2 separate regions of the Mus musculus genome follow, and region 1 is linked to region 2. The links are chromatin contacts, called in public ChIA-PET maps. All regions are on one chromosome and are shown on one strand. Each heading gives the region's core, a stretch centred on a gene start, on an enhancer-like site or on the middle of the called end of the contact. The rest is flanking DNA. Distances are from core to core; before and after follow the strand shown. Region 1 overlaps Prkca (protein kinase C, alpha). Region 2 overlaps Prkca (protein kinase C, alpha).

What was found. ChIA-PET counts read pairs in DNA pulled down with a chosen protein or histone mark.
Region 1: a contact with region 2 is called in an RNA polymerase II ChIA-PET map of effector CD8 T cells, with 12 read pairs. The contact joins two enhancer-like sites. A contact is called at or near these places in 2 of 484 Hi-C or Micro-C datasets (both in nephron progenitors), 3 of 115 datasets of contacts at active chromatin or transcription factors (effector CD8 T cells, fibro-adipogenic progenitors and memory CD8 T cells) and 1 of 9 other capture datasets (embryonic stem cells).

What each region holds. Positions count from the first base shown.
Region 1 is chr11:108,048,745-108,054,269 of GRCm38.p6, reverse strand. Prkca (protein kinase C, alpha) reads left to right here. Exons shown (of 17, transcript NM_011101.3): 5 at 167-295. Among named protein-coding and RNA genes, the nearest start is that of Mir7223, 55 kb to the right of the region's middle. Within about 2 kb of position 1,694, at least 4 of the 459 cell types and tissues checked have an H3K27ac peak or open chromatin away from gene starts, as enhancers often do. A contact at or near this core is called in effector CD8 T cells and memory CD8 T cells, where this site is marked.
Region 2 is chr11:108,265,779-108,271,295 of GRCm38.p6, reverse strand. All of the region lies in intron 2 of Prkca (protein kinase C, alpha), which reads left to right. Among named protein-coding and RNA genes, the nearest start is that of Prkca, 75 kb to the left of the region's middle. Within about 2 kb of position 2,390, at least 99 of the 459 cell types and tissues checked have an H3K27ac peak or open chromatin away from gene starts, as enhancers often do. A contact at or near this core is called in effector CD8 T cells and memory CD8 T cells, where this site is marked.

The DNA of each region.
Region 1 (5,525 bases), core at 445-2,944, 220 kb after region 2:
AGCCTGTGCTGGAAGGGACATCTGCTCACAGTTCATGTCACCAGAAACATTATAGCAAAGTGTCACATTAGGGAAGAATCGGCCCCACTTCTCAGACACCAAAACACGAAGGCAGCGATATGAGCCCATATGGCCAACCTTACCCCTTTGCTTTTTTGATTCACAGCCTGCGACATGAATGTTCACAAGCAGTGTGTGATCAATGTCCCTAGCCTCTGCGGAATGGATCACACAGAGAAGAGGGGGCGGATTTATCTGAAGGCTGAGGTCACTGATGAAAAGCTCCACGTCACGGGTAAGGCATGGTCCGGGAGAATCATTGTCGGGCAAAGGTCAAGGTGACGGCAAAGCACGTGAATCTGGGCTGGGTGACTTGGTGTCTGTCAAGGCATTTGCCGCTAATTAATACATCCTAGGAGCATACTCTGTACACAGGATTTCCAAATACTCAATTGTCATATAAAGTCTAAAGCAACATGCAGACCTGGGTGCTCTGACAATGGTCACCATTTGGTAAGACTAAAACGAGGCCAGGGGAGACAGATGGCTGGTGGGTCTACATGCTCAGTGGCCTTGGGTTGTTAGGACCTGAAAAATCTATGTTGGAGGTTGTGACAGCAGCTACTGATGTCTGCATATCCTTCCCCTCTGTTAAGGATGATGTCAGGAACTTCATATATGATATTTACCTCTCTATATACTTGACTGTTAGCTTCATTTCCCAGGAAAGACACAAGAAGATAGAGAATGTACAGCACTGCAGAATTATTAAGTGGGAAGACAGGAGAGCATTTGTATCCAAACCCTCATCCTCTAAGTGTCATGCCACATGCATCCTCAACAAATGGTCCAGCCATGGTGAAGATATCCTAGCCACGGGCTATAGCACTCCTTCCTGTATCTGTGTGAGCTCTGCCTGCTACAGCCTGAATTTTCTTCTAGTTTCTCCAGGTCCACTTCTAGTGCATCCACACTCTCATCAAAGTTACCCTGATATCTTGATTCCCCGGGACCTATCCTGTCTTTCACACGTCCCAGCCTCTCTGTGTCATGTCAGGGCCTTATGTTTACTAGTCAAGTGATTTACCATTGGGCTGAACCCCAACCCTCCACGTTGGTTTACTATTTAACTCTTGGAACAGTCTACACTATTTCTCCTGGGGTTCCTGGTGGAGTGCCTGTAAGCTTGGTCTTTGACAGTGTCTTTGCAGAATTTTATCAGATAGGGTTTTATATTTCCATTTGTATTTGTAGCTTTTAACTTTTATCGTTAAGTCCTGGAAAGACTGACTTTAATGGTGTTTGCCTATAAATATCATTATAAACAGTAGAATATGTAATAGAGATAAGAAAGTTCTATTTAAGAAAAGTAGGAAGTGGGACGATTTTAAAGAAAGCTTATTTTGGGAAACATGCTCAAAATTTAGAGAGTGTTGTTGTTTGATTTTCTTCCTTCCTTCCTTCCTTTCTTTGCTTTGTTCTTTCTTTCTCTCTTTCTTTTTTTGAAAAATAAGCACATTTTCTTCGCAGAACTGTCCTTTCAAATCAGAATGCAAGAAACTCAAAGAATTTTGAGGTGTTATTCTGGGTATTTTTGAGACTTTAGCTTTCAACTAGACTTCCTTTCTATGGGGCCAATGCTGTCACCAATGTCACCATTCTGCCTAGGAAAGAAGTGTGCCAAGAGTTGTGAGTTCCTGTGCTAACCACACTCTACTGCAAGATAACTCTTCTCTGATGAGGGTTGGCCAATGCACTGATCTATACGTCTGGTAATATGTTGTTAGGAGTCACTTATTGCTGTGTGTTGAGCAGAATAATTGCAGTGCATTTTCTCCTACATTGCCTCAGTTCTATATGGCCTCAGATTCTGGGTCTCATTGACAATGTCAGGTATGGTTCCATCTCACAGAGTGGGCATTAAACAAACAAACAAATAAATATGGAAAGAAAGAGAGAGACAAAGAAAGAAAAGAAAGAGAGGGAGGGAGAGAGGGAGGGAGGGAGGGAGGGAGGGAGGAAGGAAGGAAGGAAGGAAGGAAGGAAGGAAGGAAGGGCGAGCGAGCTTGGTTGCTCCCATGACATGACATTTGTGCCACTGTTACACTTAGGTGCATAGCTTCTTGCCAGGTGAGTTGTTGTAGCTTGCAGTGTTCACAGCTGGGTGGCACTAGTGATTGCTTTACTCCTCCAGTAGCACACACAGCACCTTCCAGCACTGTGCACACAAGCCAGCAAGGGCGACATGTCCAGTTGAGGTAGATTTCTTCATGTTCTATAACTCAAGTGTGTACTATCTTCAGCAATAGGGTCTTACCACCACGTCCTGAAGTGTAACTAAGAAACAGCTTGTGATACTTGGGCAGGGTTATGGGACCAATAACTCAAAAAGAGGTTTGGTAGCATATCATTTGTAGTTGAAGTTGTATGCCCCCATCACAGGGAAATTCCATTAAAACTCCTTTTATATACTTATATATTTTAGGAAGTTTCTACAGTAAGTTTTCCATGTGACTCTTTCAAAAGGCCAAAAGAGCTACTTTTTAAGTATTTCTGTGTCTCATTTAAACCTGTGAGTAAGATTATTTTGTGATCCTTGATTTATAAATGAAGAAATTGAGGCACAAAGAAACGAAATGGCCAGCTCCTGAAAATTGGAAGTTTGACTGAAAACTTTAATAGTACCAATAAAAGGCTTTAATAGTACCAATAAAATTGGGAATCTCTCTCTAAGATAGTTACTGGATATAGCTCAGTGGGAGATTCTTTGCTGAAAACTCATAAGGCTCCATAAAGCCAAAACAAAGTAAAATAAGATATAGTTCTTTATGTAAAGGAAACCCAACCCTAGATTTAGAAAGTAAACTCAAGAAAATAACTAAAAAGTGACAGTATCTTGAAAATTTGTCTTATTATTTTGGCAGTATTGGTAAGCAAACCTAGGGCCTTGCACGTACATACTAGACAAACACATTACCATAAAGCTGCATCAAATGTTCTTGGTGTTTTGAGATACGATCTCACTATATAGCCTGGGCTGGCCTTCAGCTCTCTATCTGCCTGCCTCTGCCTCCTAAGTGCTAGTATGAAGGATTGTGCCACCCCATCCAGCTAGGAGTTATTGGGCAGAGTCAAAGAGAAGACATCCAACTCACATTTTTGGCATTCCAAAGTATCAAGAGGAAATCCAAGCAAAGGAGCCCTTTTGTGGACAGGGGCTCTGTTTGTCCCTCTTGCTTGCTGGATGGTTCAGTTTGTCCTGAGGAAAGTTGTTGACGACAACAGCTATCACTTCTTTAGTGCCAAGGGTGTGCCTAGCCTTGCCTAGCACTGTGCACCTTGTATGCATTGTCTTGTTGCCTCCACATACAGTCTCAGCAAGGAGGTAACCTTTCTTATCCTCCTCTTCAAGGTGAGTCAGGGGATGGAGAGGAGAGAAGGAAATTCACTGAGCCACAAAGTAGAAGGTAATGGGGCTGGCCAGATTCCGAGCTCTTCCTTCCAACACCTAGTCTCTGAGCCTCCCCGGGTTTCTCTTATTGAGGAGAGTCTCCTTTAGAACAAACAATAAACCCACAAATATTTTTCCAAACTTGCATTCAGCGCTCCAGGACACTCTTGAAAATCCAAACACAGGACTTAAAGCCCGGGGAGAAAAAGGGTACCACGTGGAGGGATTAAAAAGCAAGCCAATTCCAAGTGTCATTAACTGCCAAATTATATGGTCTCAAAAATAGCACACTATGGGGAGGTGCTCCGGATGTGGAGGGGACTGGGAAAGAACAGACCCCATGAAGGAGACTGCTGCGAGGGGGCATTGGAAAGGTAGAGGGAAGAGTGTTTGGCTTGCTCGAGGGAGGGTTAAATAGGATGTGGAATTAGCATGGCTTTAATGAGAACGCAAATATGAGCAATAAGCCACAGTGAGTGGAGCTTAGGGTCCAAATACAAGTGATTTCCTAGGAAATGCATTTAAACTGAACCCCTGAGCAGCCATGTTAATTGCTAGATTAGCTCAGTCCCCATTTCACCTATGTGGAATTGCTCAGGTTGAAAATAATTTCCAAAGTAACTTGGGGAGTTCCCAGTGGGAGCGCTTCACTCTGGGATGGAGACATCCCCCTTTGAAATCAGAAGTGAGTTCAGTTTTCTAGATTGGTGCTGAGTTTGTGGGAAAGGCCTCCTCTTCCTTGGTATATTTTTATGTTTTTACCTTTGATCAATGATGCTAGAGGAAACCAGAACTGTGTTCCCCACCCCATCCCGCCCTGAGGAGATCTTAAAAGGTTTCTTATATTCTTGTATCACTTTCTTATTTGGTATGGAATGATATAAAAGGAAACTTCATGAGAAGTCATTTTCAGTTTAATGTTGTAAGTAAATAGGAGAGAAATAACCACCTGCTTTCTGGCTGTTTCAGGAACACGTGTCTCCCACAGACATATTATGAAGAATGTAATTTCCTCATATACTTTGGCTTGTTAGTATAACATGGAGATTGAAATCCTAACCTGAGTTCTCATGCTGTAGGTGATAGGGGGTACCTTTCTCCTGGTCTGTGACTCCTTGCAACACATAGTCTGAACTCCCTCTTGAGCTTTTTTTTTTTTTTTTGAATAATGTTTTATATTATTATTATTATTATTAGGTATTTATTTCATTTACATTTCCAATGCTATCCCAAAAGTCCCCCACACCCTCTCACACCCACTCACTCACCCACCCACTCCCACCTCTTGGCCCTGGTGTTCCCCTATACTGAGGCATATAAGGTCGGTACAACCAATGGGCCTCTCTTTCCACTGATGGCCGACCAAACCATCTTCTGATACATATGCAGCTAGAGACACAAGCTCTGGAGGGGTACTGGTTAGTTCATATTGTTTTTCCACCTATAGGGTTGCAGATCCCCCCAGCTCCCTGGGTACTTCCTCTAGCTCCTCCACTGGAGGCCCTGTGATCCATCTAATAGCTGACTGTGAGCATCCACTTCTGTGTTTGCTAGGCCCCGGCATAGTCTCACAAGAGACAGCTATATCAGGGTCCTTTCAGCAAAATCTTGCTAGTGTATACAATGGTGTCAGCGTTTGGAGGCTGGTTATGGGATGGATCCCTGGATATGGCAGTCTCTAGATGTTCCATCCTTTCGTCTCAGCTCCAAACTCTGTCTCTGTAGCTCCTTCCACGGGTGCCTTGCTCCCAATTCTAAGAAGGGGCAAAGTATCCACACCTTGGTCTTCATTCTTCCCCAGCTTCATGTGTTTCGCAAATCGTATCTTATATCTTGGGTATTCTAAGTTTCTGGGCTAATATCCACTTATTAGTGAGTACATATCATGTGAGTTCTTTTGTGATTGAGTTACCTCACTCAGGATGATGCCCTCCAGGTCCATCCATTTGCCTAGGATTTTCATAAATTCATTTATTCTTTTTAATAGCTGAGTAGTACTCCATTGTGTAAATGTACCACATTTTCTATATCCATTCCTCTGTTGAGGGGCATCTGGGTTCTTTCCAGCTTCTGG
Region 2 (5,517 bases), core at 1,141-3,640:
ATGCAGCCTCTCCTCTCAGGTGGCCTGGGTGCTGCCTAGTACGTCACCCGTGGAGCAGGCTCAGGGTATCTTTGGCTGTGCCCACCACAGTGCCTGGCAGCAGCTGGAAGGAAAAGCTCCACAGACCCTTTTCATCAGCCATGGGGCTGATGGGACAAACCAGCGAGTAACCTTAAACAAAGAAGCAAACAAGTACAATCACAAAACACCAGCTTTCTTATGGCTCATTTAATGATGGAACACTGTCTTAGTACTTGTCTTGTTGCTGCGGAAAAAAAAAAAAAATACTTGGGCAAGCAACTTTAAAGCAGGAGGAGTTTACTCGGCTTACCATGGCAGAGAGGGTGTGGCTGCAGGAACGTTAGGCAGCTGGTTCCAGGGCACCCTGTCAAAAGCACAGAGCAATGGCTCTCGGACCCCAACTCATTTTCCCCTTTTTAGTCAATGTGAGAGCCCACCAAGCCCATGGAATGGTCACCCACATTTAGTGTGTCTTCCCACCCTGGGTGACCCATCCAGATAATCTCTTACAGTCTCACACAGAGACTGGTTACCATGGTGATTGGTGATTCTCAATCCCATTGAGCTGACAATCAAAATTAGCCATTGTAAGGAGCCACTCTGTGTTAGTTCACTTAATTTTAACTTATTTAGAAATTTTCTAAATGGATTGGGAAGGACAGTGGAACAAATCCTCCAATTCTTTTCTCAGGATTCACCACGTGCCCACATGCCCCTCCTACCTCTGCCTTCTCAAGCTCTTGTACCCCCCCCCAATTCACTCATATACAAACATACACACACATACACACTCACTCATACACACATGCCTAAAAATACACGTACACACCTACTCATACACACACATACACACATACCAGATACCACACACTAGAACCATATTACACATATCACACAAATACACACACTAGACACCATTCACACATACCACACAGACAATCATCACACAAATACACACCACACACACCTACACACACACACACACACACACATATATATACACACACACATATATACACACACTAGACACCACACACACATATTACACATACAACATATAATACATACATGTATACATATACTAGATACCATATACTCATATACACATATCACACAGACACATCATATAATATACATACCACACATATACACACATATGCTCACATACACATATACACATACCACACATACATACATACATACCACATATCACACCATACACACATACCCCACATATCACCCACACCACACATACACCGTACATCACACACGTACACACACTATATCACACACACATACACAAATACATACACACCTCTCTCTCTCACTCCCTTGTGTATGTACAAATATACATTCTGATCTTCCTCTTTGGTGGAATAGTCTGTAAGCAGGCACTCTTCCAATGTTGAAGGCAACCCAAGTGGTGTCATGGGAAAGAACGAGGAAATCTGCTTTTCAACAGACTGGGCAGTTAGCACTGGCTTGTGTGAGAAGGTGACATCAGAGTGCTTCCGTGTGTACAGGCGGCAGTTAGCAGCGTCCATGTCTGTAGCAAAAGGAAAGGCGCTGTCCTGAGACAGAGCCACTGTCTTCCGAATGCTCACTCAGCTTTGCCATATTTGGGGCTTTGGCCTGTGTGAGTCCTCTATGGTTCTGAACTAACCTCATTTATTACTACCTTAGCCTCTCGGGGGCTGTCTTTGAAAAAGTGCCTTTCATTTTGCATGCATTCTCTAGCAGGTTTATTAATGTGCAAAGAGGCAGGGGCTTGTGCAGATCCGGGAAATGTTTAGTCAGCAGGGCCTCCCGGCCCTGTGAAATGCTTACAAGAGCTAAGCGACCTGGGATGACAAACAGACACACTTTTGCATATTAATAGCTGTGGCTTAATGTTGTAATTGTACTGAGGAATTCTGTACATCCACATATAGAGGGAAGTACAGGCCGTACCAAGTAGCCAGAACCTCAGCTCCTTCTACTGTGTAATGGAGGGTTTTGTTGAGTTTAGAGACCACTGGAAGGCCCCCACTGAGGCACTTTGGTGACTGCATGCTTTCTGATCTATTTAGATGCATATGTGGCTCAAGTGAAAGACACACACACCCTAGACCAGCAGGAGACAGGCACTTTCAGGCCCATTAGGCACTTTGTTGACTAAACAGTGGGGGAGTTGTGCAAGACAAACATTGCATACTGGTGTGAGGTAGAAATAACAACAGCTCACTCCAGACTGAGGTAATCTGAAACGTGAACCAATGATGTTACAAGATTCGGGGTGCTATGGAAGTGATGGGTAACCCCTAACAAACCCAGGTACTGTATGGGTTTGGCTTTTAAGTCCTCCCCATCTAGGCTCTGTAAAACCACTCTGGGGTTGCTCATCACTCTGACAGGTGGTGCTGTCGCTGAGGATAGGCACATGGCGGGTCTGTGGAGTGGGGAGGTGCAGGGAATGGCAGACTGCCGCTTGGTGCAGTCCTGCTTCTAGTTACTGACTGCATCTGGGCTCTCTGGCGCTGGCCTTTGCTGTCAGGAATGGTCCATCGATACCTTGAGATAGAAGTATTTAAGCCTGGGTTTCAGCAGGGTGTGATCAAGCATGGTTTCTCACAGGAAGCCCCCTAGCATGCTGCAAAGCATGTGGTTACACACGCGCATGCACATGCGCACACACACTTTCCAGAGCACTGGTAGGGGCTGCTGAGCCCCTGTACCAAGAAGAGACTCCCCAGGGAGGGGGAGACTCCAGGGCTAACTGGCTGTCTGAGAGGCAAAGAGGCTGAGAGGATTGTGAAGAGGCCCAAAAGACATGTGTTTTATACCGTGGTGACAGCGGTCACTGGGGGGCTTTCAGTGGATCAGTTTCTGTGACACCTGAGGAAGCAGGCACAGAAAAGAGGCCTCTGCTCATCCATGAGGTGTCGCAGTGACTTAGTTCTTAGTCACTCTGCAGTGAGTGTGGAATCAGGCTGGGCTCATCCAACATTCAGCAGGATCCTACCCTGGGACCTGAAGGGGACGTGGGGGCAGTTAGGGAGGTCAGAATGACTTTGCAAAGAAGGATTTATGTCTAAACTATTAGGTTGGAAGAGAATCTGTCCCCATGGGGATGAAAGTGACTAATGTCCGGCTGGTCTTTGAATCATCACTCATAGTCAGTACGCGGCAGCGGGCACCTCTGGGTTCTAAGTGCAGAGTATTTAGCAGTGAACAGGGCAGGAGAGCACTGTTCTCCTGGGACTTCTGTTCTGTGGGTGGAGGTAAGTCACGTGGTAAGCCAGCGAGCCCCAGAGGAGCACAGGGCCATTTAGAAACAGTCTTCCAAAGAAAACAAGCCTTGTGATGGCTCAGAGTAGTGTTGTGGAATTAAGATATGACGCCATTTTCAAATTCTGGCATCAGGGATGTGCTTGCTTAGCATATATGGAGTTTGCTAAGCCAGGTGTGGTGCAGCCTGCAACCCCACCTCCGGGGGAGCGGGGAGCTGGCAGAGGAGTAAAAGCTAGCCTTGGCTCCAGTGAACATCAGAAAACAAGGGACAGTTCTTACCACGAATGCATTTTGCCTTTTATTTATTGTTGGCATGCCCACAAATCCGAGCTATTGTTATTTTGACCGTTGTTTAGCAGTGCGGCAGACAATTTTCAGACAAGGGGTACGGCTTAGCAGGAGGACCTTCCCGCCCAGGACTCAGGGTGCTAGCCTCAAAACCGCAGAAACAAACAAAAATAACAACTACCACCCCTTTCAGATTCTCTTTTATTTTCCCTTTTACCAGTCTTACTGAGGGTGCTCAAAGGGGGAGACCCCAAAGACAGGCTACAAGAGCTAACCATGGAAAGATCTCTGTAGCTCCAAAACCCATGGAAAAATGTTTTGGGGTTTCCGGAGCCCCATTTTATCGGGACCTCACTTCCCACTCAGGAACCTTGGTGTTGTAGATTACTGCTTCCCAACCCCTCTCCTTAACTACAGGAAGGAACCCTGCCAACCACATGTCTCCCACTGGGAAAAATAATTGGCCCAGGGAGAAGGGCTATTTTTAGCATTATTTCAACTCAGGTTTAAACTGTTAGTTCATAGAATATGGTAGCTATTAATTTAAGATGTGAAGATACAGTTACTAAGCGTAGCTCCCTCCCACTCATTTGGAGTCTTTTGGCTGGGTGAAATGCTACTTATTGAATGGAGTGCAAGTTCCTTCTATCTGAAGGTTTCAGGTGCAGCCTAAATCCAGCAATGGCTTGGGAGCAATTGAAACATACTAGTGTGTGTGTGTGTGTGTGTGTAAGGGATGGGAGAATGAATTAGGATTCTAGGAAGGTATGATAAAAGGTGAGAGCAAATACAAGGCCAATGTTTTAAAACCAACCTTCTTGCCCCTGTATGTAGAAGCGTGATAGGAATACATATTCTCTGGAGCTGGTTTAAAAGAAGAGAAGAAGCCATTTAAAATCTCGCATCTCACTCTCTTTTGCTATACATCCATTTCATATATGCAATTTTACTCCTTTTTCCTACTTTCTTGATTTCTTTTTCTTTTTCTCTTTCTTAATCTCCCCCCCCCCCCCCAGACAGGGTTTCTCTGTGTAGCCCTGGATGTCCTGGAACTCACTTTGTAGATCAGGCTGGCCTTGAACTTAGAAATCTGCCTGCCTCATGCCACCACTGCCTAGCTACTTTCTTGATTTCTTAAAGTTTTTTGTTGTTGTTGTTGTTGTTGAGAAATTAAGGGTTGGGCATATAATATTTTTACTTGATAAATGTTCTGTTGTAATTTTCTTTTCTTTCTTTTTTCCTTAATGGGGCCGTGTATCTTGCCACATTGCCAAGGTATATCTTGAAATTGAGCCTCCCACCACTTGGTAGCTGGGGTATAAACAGAGGAGCCGCCATGCCTGGCTTTCTTCTGTCACTTTTTACCCTTTTACAGAACTCTCTATTGCAGAGTTCCCTTTGCTTCTTCCCAAGAAAGGCTGAGATGAGGCTGTTTTGGCATACATGTCTATGGAAATATCGAATTTTCACAAGAGAAATGGTTAAACGTTAAATGATTTACTGGGTCCAGCAGTAGAGCATTTCTTAGGGTGTTTGGTACACACTGCCAAGTTACTCTCCCCAAACAGCACAATCTCACATTCTCAGTCGCTGCCCAACTCATGCTGGGGTTTATACTTCCAATGAATTATTAATCTGATAGATGATAGACATGCCATTTCATTGTGAGACCTTAAGATAAGGAAGACAGGGTGGTGCAGGAAAACTCTACTTGCTTTAGTTTCTTCAAGTCCTTGTCTGGTTAAGAGCAAAGATCCTTGTTTAGCTGAGAATAAATATTTTTTCTGAGAACTGCTCAGTTTAATGGTTCACAGGTGGATTGTCTGTCTGTCTGTCTGTCTGTCCGTCTGCCTCCTTTTCCTCCTATTCCCTCCGTCCCTCATTGGAGCTACAGTAGGTATTAGGTTTATGATTGATAGCTCTTAATGCTGAATCCTC